3 separate regions of the Mus musculus genome follow, and all the other regions are linked to region 3. A link is a contact called in public promoter capture Hi-C data. All regions are on one chromosome and are shown on one strand. The core of a region is the stretch at or near the end of the contact, and the rest is flanking DNA. Distances in the headings are between cores, read along the strand shown. Region 1 holds the start of Msl3 (MSL complex subunit 3). Region 2 holds the start of Hccs (holocytochrome c synthetase). Region 3 holds the start of Trappc2 (trafficking protein particle complex 2).

The links. Promoter capture Hi-C pulls out the DNA fragments that hold promoters and counts their contacts. Capture Hi-C pulls out chosen DNA fragments and counts their contacts.
Region 1: a promoter capture Hi-C map of erythroid cells shows a contact between it and region 3, with 41 times the contacts expected there. The contact joins the promoter of Msl3 here to the promoter of Trappc2 in region 3. A contact is called at or near these places in 2 of 39 promoter capture datasets (erythroid cells and pre-B cells), 1 of 115 datasets of contacts at active chromatin or transcription factors (astrocytes) and 1 of 9 other capture datasets (adipose tissue).
Region 2: a contact with region 3 is called in a promoter capture Hi-C map of adipose tissue, with 4 times the contacts expected there. The contact joins the promoter of Hccs here to the promoter of Trappc2 in region 3. A contact is called at or near these places in 1 of 39 promoter capture datasets (erythroid cells) and 2 of 9 other capture datasets (adipose tissue and liver).

What each region holds. Positions count from the first base shown.
Region 1 is chrX:168,672,398-168,676,400 of GRCm38.p6, reverse strand. Msl3 (MSL complex subunit 3) reads left to right here and starts at 2,529. Exons shown (of 13, transcript NM_001370791.1): 1 at 2,529-2,673. The coding sequence starts at 2,572.
Region 2 is chrX:169,318,089-169,322,034 of GRCm38.p6, reverse strand. Hccs (holocytochrome c synthetase) reads left to right here and starts at 1,663. Exons shown (of 7, transcript NM_001331049.1): 1 at 1,663-2,059; 2 at 2,445-2,597. The coding sequence starts at 2,486. It overlaps Gm15246 (predicted gene 15246), which reads right to left and starts at 1,640. Exons shown (of 6, transcript NM_001361166.1): 1 at 1,338-1,640.
Region 3 is chrX:166,438,349-166,442,344 of GRCm38.p6, reverse strand. It overlaps Trappc2 (trafficking protein particle complex 2), which reads right to left and starts at 1,590. Exons shown (of 5, transcript NM_025432.4): 1 at 1,506-1,590. It overlaps Ofd1 (OFD1, centriole and centriolar satellite protein), which reads left to right and starts at 1,641. Exons shown (of 23, transcript NM_177429.3): 1 at 1,641-2,065; 2 at 2,218-2,316. The coding sequence starts at 2,051.

The sequences.
Region 1 (4,003 bases), core at 1,280-3,779, 2.2 Mb before region 3:
AAACGGAGGCAAGATGATCTGATCTCTTGAGTTCAAGAGTTCCAGACTGGCTTAGGCAACAGACACATTTCAGTTTCCAGAATTTCTGTGACCGTGCCCTTCTAGGAAAAAAATGAGGATGTGTGCCACCTTTATTCCACCACACCAGTTTTATCATGGTGTGCAGTAGGCTCCAACTTGCTTACTTGGTACTCTTCCATCCTGAAATACGCCATCCTGAAAGACAGGAGTTACGTATATAGTCTGCTTAGTGTGTCTAACTTTGATTACTCAGGAAGCTCAATCAATATTTATTGCATGAATGGATAAGGAACCAGGTAAATGAGTAGGAAATGATCATGAAGCATTTCTCCAGCATTATTTGCAAGGTAATAAACAAAGCCATGCACACAGAATGCACTGAACGCTTTAATTACTCCTTATAAAGGAGCCACTTCTTTGCTTAATTATAACAAAAGCATCTCACAGAGACTAATTACTCGTCCAATACCACACACACACACACACACACACACACACACACACACCATCTCACAGAGACTAATTACTTGTCCAGTACCACACACATACACACACTCACACACACACACACACACACACACACACACACACACACACACACAGAGAGAGAGAGAGAGAGAGAGAGAGAGAGAGAGAGAGAGAGAGATATCAGACTTCTATGTATATAATAGCTGTATATAGGTATCACTCTTAGATTTTATAGAGGAAGGCAGAGAAGGAGAGCCACCCATGACACAAGGATGGACTTGAATAGGAAAAAAAGGAACCCACCTCTCCTCAAAGGTTAGAGCATGGAGTGGACTCTTCCGTTCATGAACCGGAAACACCACACTACTCCAGCTATGGCTACATGTGATAAGCTGTGATATGTGCTTCAGAGCTGCCTCTGCCATTTACAGGGAACACTACCATCTACTATCCACATTCCTGGAGAATCAGGGTTCCAGTTCTGGCTTATGGACTTCATTGTCTTAGATCCAAGTCATTATCTGGCCATTTTCCTCACACCTGCCCTCCTCTTTGCCCTATCTGGCCAGTGGAGCTATTCCTCACTCAGCTCTTAATTCTAGAAAACCTGGAGGACTCCCAAGATGCCTCCTTCCCTTCCCTCAGTTATATCCAGTTGGCCATTGAGTTTTATGGATTTGATTTCATAAATCTGTGATCATTCATCCATTAAATATTTATTGTGTGCTGTGAGTATACAATGACACACTGGATTAGACACCCCCAACCCCCAGGTTCAAGCAGTTTACCCTCTTAGTGGGGCCATCTTGCAAATGAACAACCCATTCTCCAGCAGAGCAAGAAAATGGTAATAAAAGGGTAAGTCGAGTTCTGGGAGGGAATACTGGACAGATACATGGTTGGTTCCTCTAGGCTCCTGCGGGACCTTTCTCTTGGAAGTGCCCAAGTGGAGGTGTGAGAGATTTGGACCTTGTACCAGGTGAAGGGAGGTGGGGGTGGGGAGACGCAAATTTCTGGAAGCAAGAACAGAGTGAGTGGCTGTGGGAAATCTGACAGTTCACTAAAAACCTCCCAGCCCATCTGCTCAACTTTCCAGCCAGGTCTTGATCTAGTAATCACACTGCCTAGTGGCTTTGCACTCAAGAAGAAACAGGCCAGCACTGCCCTCTCTGTCACTGAAGCTCTGCCCTTCAAGTCTCCTGTCTTCTGGTCGGTCATTCAGGGAGTATTTATGAACGCCCGATCTTTGCAGGCACTCTGTTAACAGCAGTCTCAATGGTGCTTCCACTCTTCAGGAGGTTTTGAGCCACTAAAGATAGACCATGGGGGAGCAATTCAGGAGTGCTGCAAGCTGACACGTAAGGTGTTAACGACCCTTTCAGGACCCATAAGCTTTGCTGTCCGCTGCTCACTGGGGCCTCCAGGCCCTACCTGCTGGTCCTCTCGGAAGGATGACCCAGTGTTCTATTAACTGCCCGGAATGTCTCCTCCCCTCGCTCAAGGCCACTGCCCTTCTCCGGCCAGCTCCAACACCGCGTCCTTCTCGCGTGGCCACACTCATCTGCGCGCAGCTCCGCCGAGGGGGCTGACGCGCGCGCGCGCGGCCAGGCAGCTCCTGGGGGCAGACGCCATCCAGCCTCCTCGGCGCCTGGTGACTACCCTAGAGCAATCCTCTCCCTAAGAGATCCCCACACTCCGGCCAGAGAGCGCACGCCCGGGGTGACAGCTCGGCACACACGTGGGCGCAGCCTGGAAACCGCGGGAATCCTAACCCATGGGGACCAGAGGGAACGGTCTGCTGGAAGACCTCGGTCGAGGGATCTTGCTCCCCGTCCGCACCCCTCTCTGAGCCCCAGAGGGGACGGGCGGGGACAAGCCCTGGCGGGGCCGCGCGCTTCCATCGCCACTGCCAAGGTCCTCGCAGTGGCGCGGGGTGGCCGGAGGAGGGGCCGAGGGCGGGGCGGTCGTAGCCTCCACCACTCCCGGGCCCCCCCGGTGGCGGAGCGCCGCCTCCCCGGCCGTCCTCCCCCACCGCGCGCACTCTGCCCGCCCCGGAGCCTCGCCCTCCGCCACGATGAGCAAATGAGCGCGAGCGAGGGCATGAAATTTCAATTCCACTCTGGGGAGAAAGTGCTGTGCTTCGAGCCTGACCCTACCAAGGCGCGAGTGCTGTACGATGCCAAGGTGCCGCCGCGGGGGGAACAGGGAGGAGATGCGGGACTGGGTTCGAGGGATGGGAGGCAAAGGGGCCAGCGGAGGACAAGTGGCCTGGAGTCCTGGACAGCCACCAGGGCGCGCCTTGGCCTGCGTGGAGCGGCCCGGGACTACAGGGGACGCTGGCGAGACGTGCTGGGCGCGCGACTTCCCTAACTAGAAAGGACCCGTGATGCTTCCGCTTCCGGCCGTGTCGCGTCGCTTACGCGCGGTTGCTAGGCCAGGGTGGCGGTTTGAGCGCTGGGCGCCAATCCCGGCGACCGGTGTAGGAGGACTGTCGCCTGAGGCCTCTGCTTTTGTAACGAATCTGTCCTTGTCCCACGCGGCTTCTCGCCACATGGGCTCAGTAGAGGACACCTTGACCAGTTTCCCCACCCACATCTTCAACCTGGTCCTCAATTATTCCCAGCTGTCAGTCCCGAACCCTGGTCAAATTTAGGATTGTAGTCCTGCTGGGGGGGAAGGGAGGGGCTCAAGGTTGCTCTGTTGCTTTCTAAAGGATTGGTGGGAGGCGAACAGAGCTAGGAAAGAATCGCATCTCGCCTGTATCCAGCTTGGTCAGCCCAGGCTGAGCTATATCTTGCGGTTGTCAGTTTTTAAGTGGAGGACTGGGCACCTAAGTGCTCCAGAGCCCAAAGAAGGTAAAAATTCAGCGCGCTGGGGGTCGGGGCGAGCATCGGTGTTTCCAGCCACCAAGGTGAAGTCCTTGGTGGCAGAGACAACTCGGAGCAGCACCAGGTGTGTTTTTAGCCATGTTTCAGCAGTGCTGTCCAGTGGAACACCCCAAGGTCTGTGCTGGATTATGTATCTTTGGTTCTTCCTGAAACCCTTAACTCTGTTTACCTCCTATTGCTATCCCTCCAGCTTGCTCTATCGCTAGGAGATGGAAGGATATACGTTTCATTTGTACCAGCTATCACCTTAGGGAATGCATGGCTATTAAGGGGAGGGGAAGGGTTGTGGAAGTCTCTGGCTAGCTAGGCAAGACACTGGACAAGGCAAGGCCCAGGTGACTACAACTCCCAGAGGTCTCAGGGCTGTTCTCTCTAGTCTGGGCCCTTCGCTAATGACAAATCTACCGACCAATGACTTCAGAAGTTTCACCCGGTCTCAAACTCAAGAGACCAATCCTGGGTTGGTTGGACGGATGTTTCCTATTTTGAGGCAACCACTCGGGCAGAAGAGGAAAAAAAATGTTGAAGAATGTTACGACCCAGCTCTCGATCTAAAGGGGGGAGGGATGAGTACTTTCTTATTTCTTTAAGAAGGGACTGTGATCTAGTTCTTTTTACCAAACTTA
Region 2 (3,946 bases), core at 414-2,913, 2.9 Mb before region 3:
TTTGAGGAAGGATATAGAATTTAGAAAGGGCCAAAGGGCCGGGGAAAAGAATTAAATATTTTAAAAGTGGAGACAACATGAACATGTTGAACGAGAGAAGAATTGTAGAACACATAGGAAAATTTAAAAAAAATGTATAACACAAATTTTAAAATGTTTTAACACAAATAGATAATATATATTATGCAATTACGTTGTTACCTGTGAAATCATAGACGCAGAAACATCAAAACAGAATTAACAGACTAGATTTATGTATTCCCAACCTATGGCTCACGATCTGTAAATCAGATATTTACATTATTATTCATAACAGTAACAAAATTATAGTTATGTAGTGGTAACAATAATTTTATACTTGCGAGGATCATCAGAACATGAAGATCTGTATTAAAGGGTTGGAGCTTTGAGAGGTTAGAACCACTGCCTTAGAAGAAGTTGTACCACTTGGACCGACAATGCTCCCCACAAGAACCAAAGACTAGCAAAAAACCAGACTATCACTGAAGAGGGGGCATAACACTTTAAGATCCAGAGTACCAGGAAGTCTGCTGTGGACCAACGCTCCTAGAAATGTCTTCATAAAGAAGACCTAAACAATGGTCACATTAATATGAAAGGGGGCCATTTTCATGGGGTCCCACAGAACTCAAAGCAGGAACCTGAAGCCACCAAGGAATCAAAAGCCATGGAGGCCATGGAGGTACACCACATACTGGCTTGCTTGGTCCCATGGCTCACTTTGCTTTCTTAATATAAGCTAGCCCATCGGTGGTACCGGATACAGATATGGAGAAAATGTCCCCATAGGCTTGCCCACTGGGCCGTCTGATGAAGACAGTGACTCCATTCAAGTTAACAAAAACCTAACCAATACAATAACCATCTCCTATCTGCTGGTTTACCCTACACAAGTAATATAAAAACGTACTTTGTGTAATATGAAATATACTACTTAGATGAAGGCTGTGAATTCCATGGAGTACACTCACAACGGTTGCCAGAGTCCTTGAAAGGACTAGGCGGTGGAAGTTTAAGTGCGTCTACTTAATTATAGCACTTTATTCCACAAATAAGCACAAATATCGCTTGTTCATTAAAAAATACAAGTTGAGCGGGCGGTGGTGGCGCACGCCTTTAATCCCAGCCTTCAGGAGGCAGAGGCAGAGGCAGGCGGATTTCTGAGTTCGAGGCCAGCCTGGTCTACACAGTGAGTTCCAGGACAGCCAGGGCTACACAGAGAAACCCTGTCTCGAAAAACCAAAAAAGAAAAAATACAAGTTGACCTTTCAAGAACCTAAGGAGATGACTTAGAAAAACACAGCGACGTGCCTTACCCCTCGGAAGCGACACCCCGCGGTTCCCTAACTTCTCACCCTGAGCGGCTTACCGGCCGGCCGGCGGAGTTAAAAAACACCGCCTGGCCCGTAGGGGCGGAGACGGAGAGAAGGCTCGGGCGCCTATAGGCCGCGGAGCGAGAAGGGGTGGACCGACCCGCCCTTAAACACACCGCCCCGCACGTAGGGGCGGAGACGGAGAGAAGGCTCGGGCGGCTCGAGGCCTCGGAGCGGAAGGGGGTGGGAGCGATCCGCCCGACCTGACGACCGTTCCTCTCCTCAGCGCGAGCTTGCCTCGTGCTCCCGGAAGTCCCGCCTTCGGAACAGGAAGTAACGGCGCCCGAGAACGCCGGCTGTGACCGGACGTTAGCGGTGACCCCGCGTGAGGAAAAACCGCGGGTGCAGCCGAGCGACTTCGGCTGGGCGGTTCGACGCGCTCGCGGCCGCGCCGCGCGGGACAAGTCGGAGCGGAGACTTGGGGGCAGGGCGGCGCCCGGGTTCGGCTGGAGCCGGCGGCTGCCGAGTGAGTTCGGCTGGGCAGGTTGACGCGCTCGGGGCCGCGCGGCGCGGGACAGTCGGCGAGGTGACTTGGGGACAGGACGGCGTCCGGGTCCGGCTGGAGCCGGTGCACTGTGCAGACCGCGGTGCCGGTGGGACGCGCATAGACGGGAAGGCAACACTGGTGGCTTCCTGCCCTTCGCCGCTCCTTGCCTCCCGTTTTGGTGACTTTTTTTTTTTTAACCTTCCTATTTTCCCTGAGGCGCCTGCCCTACTGGGAACACGGGTTCGAGGCTAGTTCAGTGTATTTTCCCTTGGACCCCACCATCAAGACTACACCCGTCTTCACGACGTGGTTGCATCTTACAAGTTTCCAGACTCTGGCACGGGTCCCCAAATGGTGGCATAGGCTTCAAGGTATTTTCCCAATGGAGGCACTGTTTTCAAAGTGTCCCCTCACCACCCCCCACCCCCACCCCCGAACCAGTGCCCTACCTCTTACTCTCCCAAGGGATGGTGAAAAAAAGCCAGGGCCAGCCAGGATCAGAATAACAAGGGGATATCAACTGTTTAGCCTCCACGTTTTAATCTGATTTCTTGCTTTGGCAGCTGGGTATTTTAGATTGGGAGTGACCCCTGTGATTCCAGCCATGGGTGCCTCAGCATCTTCTCCTGCTACTGCAGTAAACGCCTCGAATGCTTCAGATGGTCAGCCAGCTTCACCACCTTCAGGATGCCCGATGCATAAAGGGCAAAGGAAAGGTAACTTGCCTGTCTCGAAAATTAAAAGAAAGCTAGTGATTCTAGAGCGGTGGTTCTCAAACCTTCCTAATGCTGGACCCTTTGACCCAGTTCTGCACGTTGTGGTGACTCAACCACAACATTATTTTCCTTTCAACGTCATTACTGTAAGTTTGCTTCTGTTCTGACTCGTCATGGAAATATTGTTGGAGATAGTGCGTTGCCAGAGGGGTCAACCCACAGGCTGAGAGCCACAGTTCTAGAGTTGTAGCTTGGTAGTGAGGCTTGCAAAGCGGGACTAAGGCACTCTGGGGCTGGTCCAATTTGGCTGCTCACTAGATATTATCATAAACAATTTTTTTTATATCTCACAGTCTGTCATCTATGCAATTTTTCCTTAAATCAGCCTTGTCTTTCCAAAGTTTACCAGTGCCTACATCAGTGGCTTTCAGCTATGCATGTAAAGAGCCATCATTGAATACATATTTTGGTTCTCACAACTGAGAGGAAATGGTTCTGCTGACATAGACTGGGGTGGTATTAGATAGTGCTAAATAGACATCATACAGCCTCAGACATGGAGTCTTTGGTCCATAAATAGTAAGGGTGCCAGAGCTGAATAAACCTCGGTGTAGCTGTTTGAAATACACTACTCCCATATCTGTTAAGGTCTTCATCTAGGTCAAAATCAGCCTTCACCAAGTGAATTTATAGAGCATTATGTCAGTGCTAGGCTGGAAACAAAACAGTTCTTTAATGAGTGCATGTCTGCTGTAGACAGTTGAGACCGGGACAGTGTTGTATGCTTACTGAATGTGCATGTTGTTGGGTCCTCATGCTTCCAGTGTCACCATTCCTCTTTCTCTCCTCGAGCCAACTTTCTCCAAGAGGTCAGCACTTATCCTGTGACAAGCATTGCTGGGTTTTGTTTCTTCACTGAGAGAGAAGTAGATATAGTAGACAAAAATTCTTTGCCCAGGAGAGTTTACATTATCATGTCTATAAACCAGTGTGACTGTTTTATAGCCAAGGAAAGAAACTAAAGCTCAGAGTAATTTATGTACTTCAAGTCATGTAGCTAGTAAGTGGCAAAGTTGGTGAAAATTCTGTGACCTTGGACAAGGACAGATCCCATGGTCTCCTAGTATTTCTCCTAGAAGTTGAGACAAATCAGACAAAGCACGTGTGTCTTTGCTCTGAGCTTCTTTCCTCAAGTAGTTCTCTGCATGATTTATATTTTATCTATTTTAAAGACTTGTCATCCTGGTTTATTTGCATTAGTAAGAATGTGAGTGTTTGTAGGAGACTAAAGGGCTTCCTGGTTATATGATGTGGAAACTGTAACGCTGTTTTCTTTCTAATAGCCATCT
Region 3 (3,996 bases), core at 341-2,840:
CAGTTAAGAGAACATACTGCTCTTGCAGAGGACACAAGTTCAATCCCAGCTCCTACATCAGGCAGCTCACAATTGCTTGTAACTCCAGCTCTATGGGATCTAATGCCTTCTTCTGGACTCTGTGGGTACCTGTACTCATTACACACACACACACACACACACACACACACACCTCTAAAATAAATCTAAAAGTACAAAACAACCAAAAACTGAGTGAAGACAGTGCCCAAACAAGGTGTGGAAAGTGCTGCTGTCATCCTCATTACATCTCCTGTGAAAATACTTAGTTCTGGAAATCATAATTTCAAATGATGGATACCTTTAAACAATATGTTGGGAGCAGGGGGGTGGGTGGGGACTTAGACAATGAATGGTCTGAAAACAAAACAAAATAAGAGCAACTGAAGGAGCCAGTCGAGGGTGTTTTAAGCTAAGTGAGGATGAAGTGTTCTGTGGTGGGTGTTTAGTATATTCTTGAAATATAATGTCTAGTAGGAAAGGGATTTGACTAGGGATAGCTCGTGGTTCCTTATGAGCAAAATCTGCTTTGCTGGTATGGCTGCCAGGAGCTGGTGCTGAGAAACTGTGTGGTCAGCAGTGAAAGGCTGTGATCAATTAATTATTCATGTCTGGTATGGCTGTCAGGAGTTGGTGCTGAGAAACAGTGTGGTCGAATGGCTATGATCAATTATTCATGTCTGGTATGGGTTTGAGGGAGTGCAGTACATACACAAGATCAAGTATTTTTTTTTAACTCTAGACTTGACAGGCTTATTCTAAACTGCTGTAAAGGCCAAGCCCAGGGCTGACATCTGAAGTTACCAGGAAGCTAAAAATTCATATGGTGCAATGGTGGAAGACTACTAGTGCAAGAGCAGGATGAATTTAGAAATCCTTACAAGTTAAACATTTTAGTTAACAGGCAAACACAAGATAAAACGCATGCACCCCAGTTCAAAGCCGTCCATATTTATAGCAAATCTCTCTATGGAGGAACCTTTCAGAAACTTGCTCCTGACAGCTGTAAATTCAACTTGCCCCACAGATCAGCAAAACTAGTGGGGCTTTTCTATAAAATGAAGCTCCGTGCTTCTCAAGGAGATGCGCTTTTGCCCTCTTTGAGAGCATCTGTCAAAGTCTGGAGGGCGAGGTAGGGTACCACTGGCATTTAATGGAAACTGACCAAGGATGCGGTCAACCTACGATGCCCGAGACCGCTTTCTACAGTAAACCGGCTGCAAAGGGCAATGGCATTGCAATGAAGATGCACTGCGTTAGCGACCTGGAGAACGCCAAGCCTCCGTCCCAGTGCGCGGAGGTCCCCTCCAAGGGGACACGGAGGCTATACCAACTAGGAGAACGGGGATTACTCGGCGCCGGGGGGCTGGGCGTGCTGTCCCGAGTCAGGGCTGGGTAGAGGTAGAAGACCACTGTTCGCATCACGGGAGGCCTGGATGCCCCCGCGGACCCGGAACGCCCGCCGCCTGCTTCCCTCCAGAGCTCACCTGTAGGGAGGAGCCGAGATGAGAACCGGCCGCCTCTTTAATCTGCGCTCGGGAGCCTCAGCCTGGGAGTCCCAAAATCACTCTCGCGAGATCTGAGGCTATGCTCTCGCGAGACGTGGCCGGGACTGCTCGCCTAAGAGCGCGCAGGCGTCACGGAGGGCCAAAGCCTGGGCGGTTAGGCTGAGCCGGCCGAGCGGGCCGAGCGGCCGGAGCGGGCGGAGCAGGCGGCGGGCGGCGGGCAGTGTAGGGATGAGCTACGGAGCAGGGAAAACTGCCGACTGAGCGGCCGCTTCGGGGCCCTCGCTTGTCGTTTCCGTCTTTATTCCGTCCAGAGTCCCTCCTGGCTCGCGGACCCGCCCACCCTTCCCATACCGTGGGAGGAAGCGCGGCTGCTTGACGAGTTAGGGGCTGAATGTTTAGCTCTCTTGCTCCCCTAGGTCCCCAGAGACAAGCTGGATTCCGAGGTCAAGGGCTCCCTCTCCTCCTGCGCCCCGGCCCGGGCCGAGGAGTCCGACCGTGGAGGGGCGAGCTCGGGAGGAAAGCAGATGAGGATGGCTCAGGTAGTTCCACCTGCCACTTTCCAGGGTTTTTCCGATTGGACATCTCTTTGTTTTGATGTCCGTTAAGCATCTTAGGGCTTCCGGTGAGGTCACTGATTTCTGAAATTCAGGTCCACGTTGACACTAGGTAACCCATCATTTTCTCTTTTCAGTCCAACATGCCCCACAAGTCTGATGTGTTGAGTCAAGATGAACTGCGCAAAAAGCTATACCAGACGTTTAAGGATCGGGGTGTACTGGACACACTTCAGGTATCAGATTTAGGCACAATCGTGTCGTTATACTTCCACAAGTGTAACCTTTAACCGCAGGTGGCTCCACATTTAAATTCATTCATTAAGGTAGCACATAACCTGTATAATGAACACATTGCCATAAAACTAAGCTGCTGTTACAAATCTTGTTCCCAGTCTCGCTTTGATCATGCTACGTCTATGTAGTGAGCAGGAGGGGGACTTGCGAGGAACGGACTGCAGAGGGTAATGTGAGCAGAGTACTGTGGTCTACATGTCTGAGAACAACAAAATGAAGCCCAGTCTGTTTCATGATACTCCCTAGAAAAAAATCTATAGTGGAATGGTACCAGGTGTCTTGTCACACGCCTTTATCCCAGTTCTTCGGAAGCAGAGGAAGGCACATCTCTTGTGAGGGTAGCTGGGCCAAATAGCCAGTTCCAGGTCAGCCAAGACTTCATAGTGATACCCTGTGTCAGTAATAGTAAGTACACATAAGATATTTTAGAGTGTGGATATTTTAAATGAATAGCAACTGTTTATTAGAACATCTTAAGTTTGGGTAGCAGCAAGGGATGGAGTTAGTTCAATGTGTTTCCTTACAATATACCTTTTAGACTATATTTTACATATAGAATTGGAAATTAAGGAAAGGTGAGCCCAATTTTTCCCACTCTTGTTTTACTACATACAAATATTTAAGACTTGTCCGGAAAATACAGAAAGGCAGAAGAGAGAAAAATCATATATTATAACTACAAACTGCTGTTAGGCGTGTATATCATTTTAAAATTTAGATTATATGAGGATCCTTTTCCTGTTTCCTCAGGTTGCCTGAAATCCTTATTTTCAGTGGCAGCAGATTCCTCCTGGTCAGTCAGAGGTCATGGAGGTCGCTGCCTCCTATTGACTGAGGCTTCTACCTAGGTCTCCACCTCATCTATTTGTTGTACCTGTCATTTTCTGCCTAGTATAGAGAACTCCCCTGTCTGAGGAAAAAGGCCTGAGCATGCTTGGGCCAGTTTGCAGGGTTCTGCTTCCTTCCTGAGTACTGGGGTGTTAGGCCAGGGCCATTATGTCTTGGGGTAAGAGCGTTTCTAGCAATGTGTCCATATGGCTAGGGAAGGATTGTTGGTGTGTATTTCACAGGCAGTTTGGGAATATTTGTTTCATCCTTCACGTCTCAGTTTGATTTGGTCTTAAGCAATGGATATCATTATCTGTAAGCCCTTTGTGCAAGTCTTGTTCCCAGTTTCAGCATGACTGCTTATTCAGTCCATTAGCCCAATTGGAGGAAAAGCAGGGCATGTTTTCATTTTCTCAAATTTAGATAATTTTTACTTTCTTAGTTCAATGACTGATAGAGGTGAGTTAATAATGTAAATTTTATGGAATTTAGTGCTTAATTTATACTCTCCTTTTATTTGAAATGAATTTGTACTTATAGTCAATTACAAAGTCATTTATGTCTAGGTACTTTTGTTCCCTTTGTGGGTCTTGTCATAACTTTTGTGGTTTTGAAACAGTGTCTCACTCTACTGCCTCAAGCTTAGGTGATGTCCTGACTCTACCTTCCTAGGATTAGCATTACAGGCATCTTCTACATCCAACTCAGTGATAAAATGAAACTTGTCAAATCATCTGTTTCTTTCTTTTTGCTCTAGTTAAGACCATTTCTGAGATGTGTGTTAAGATTGG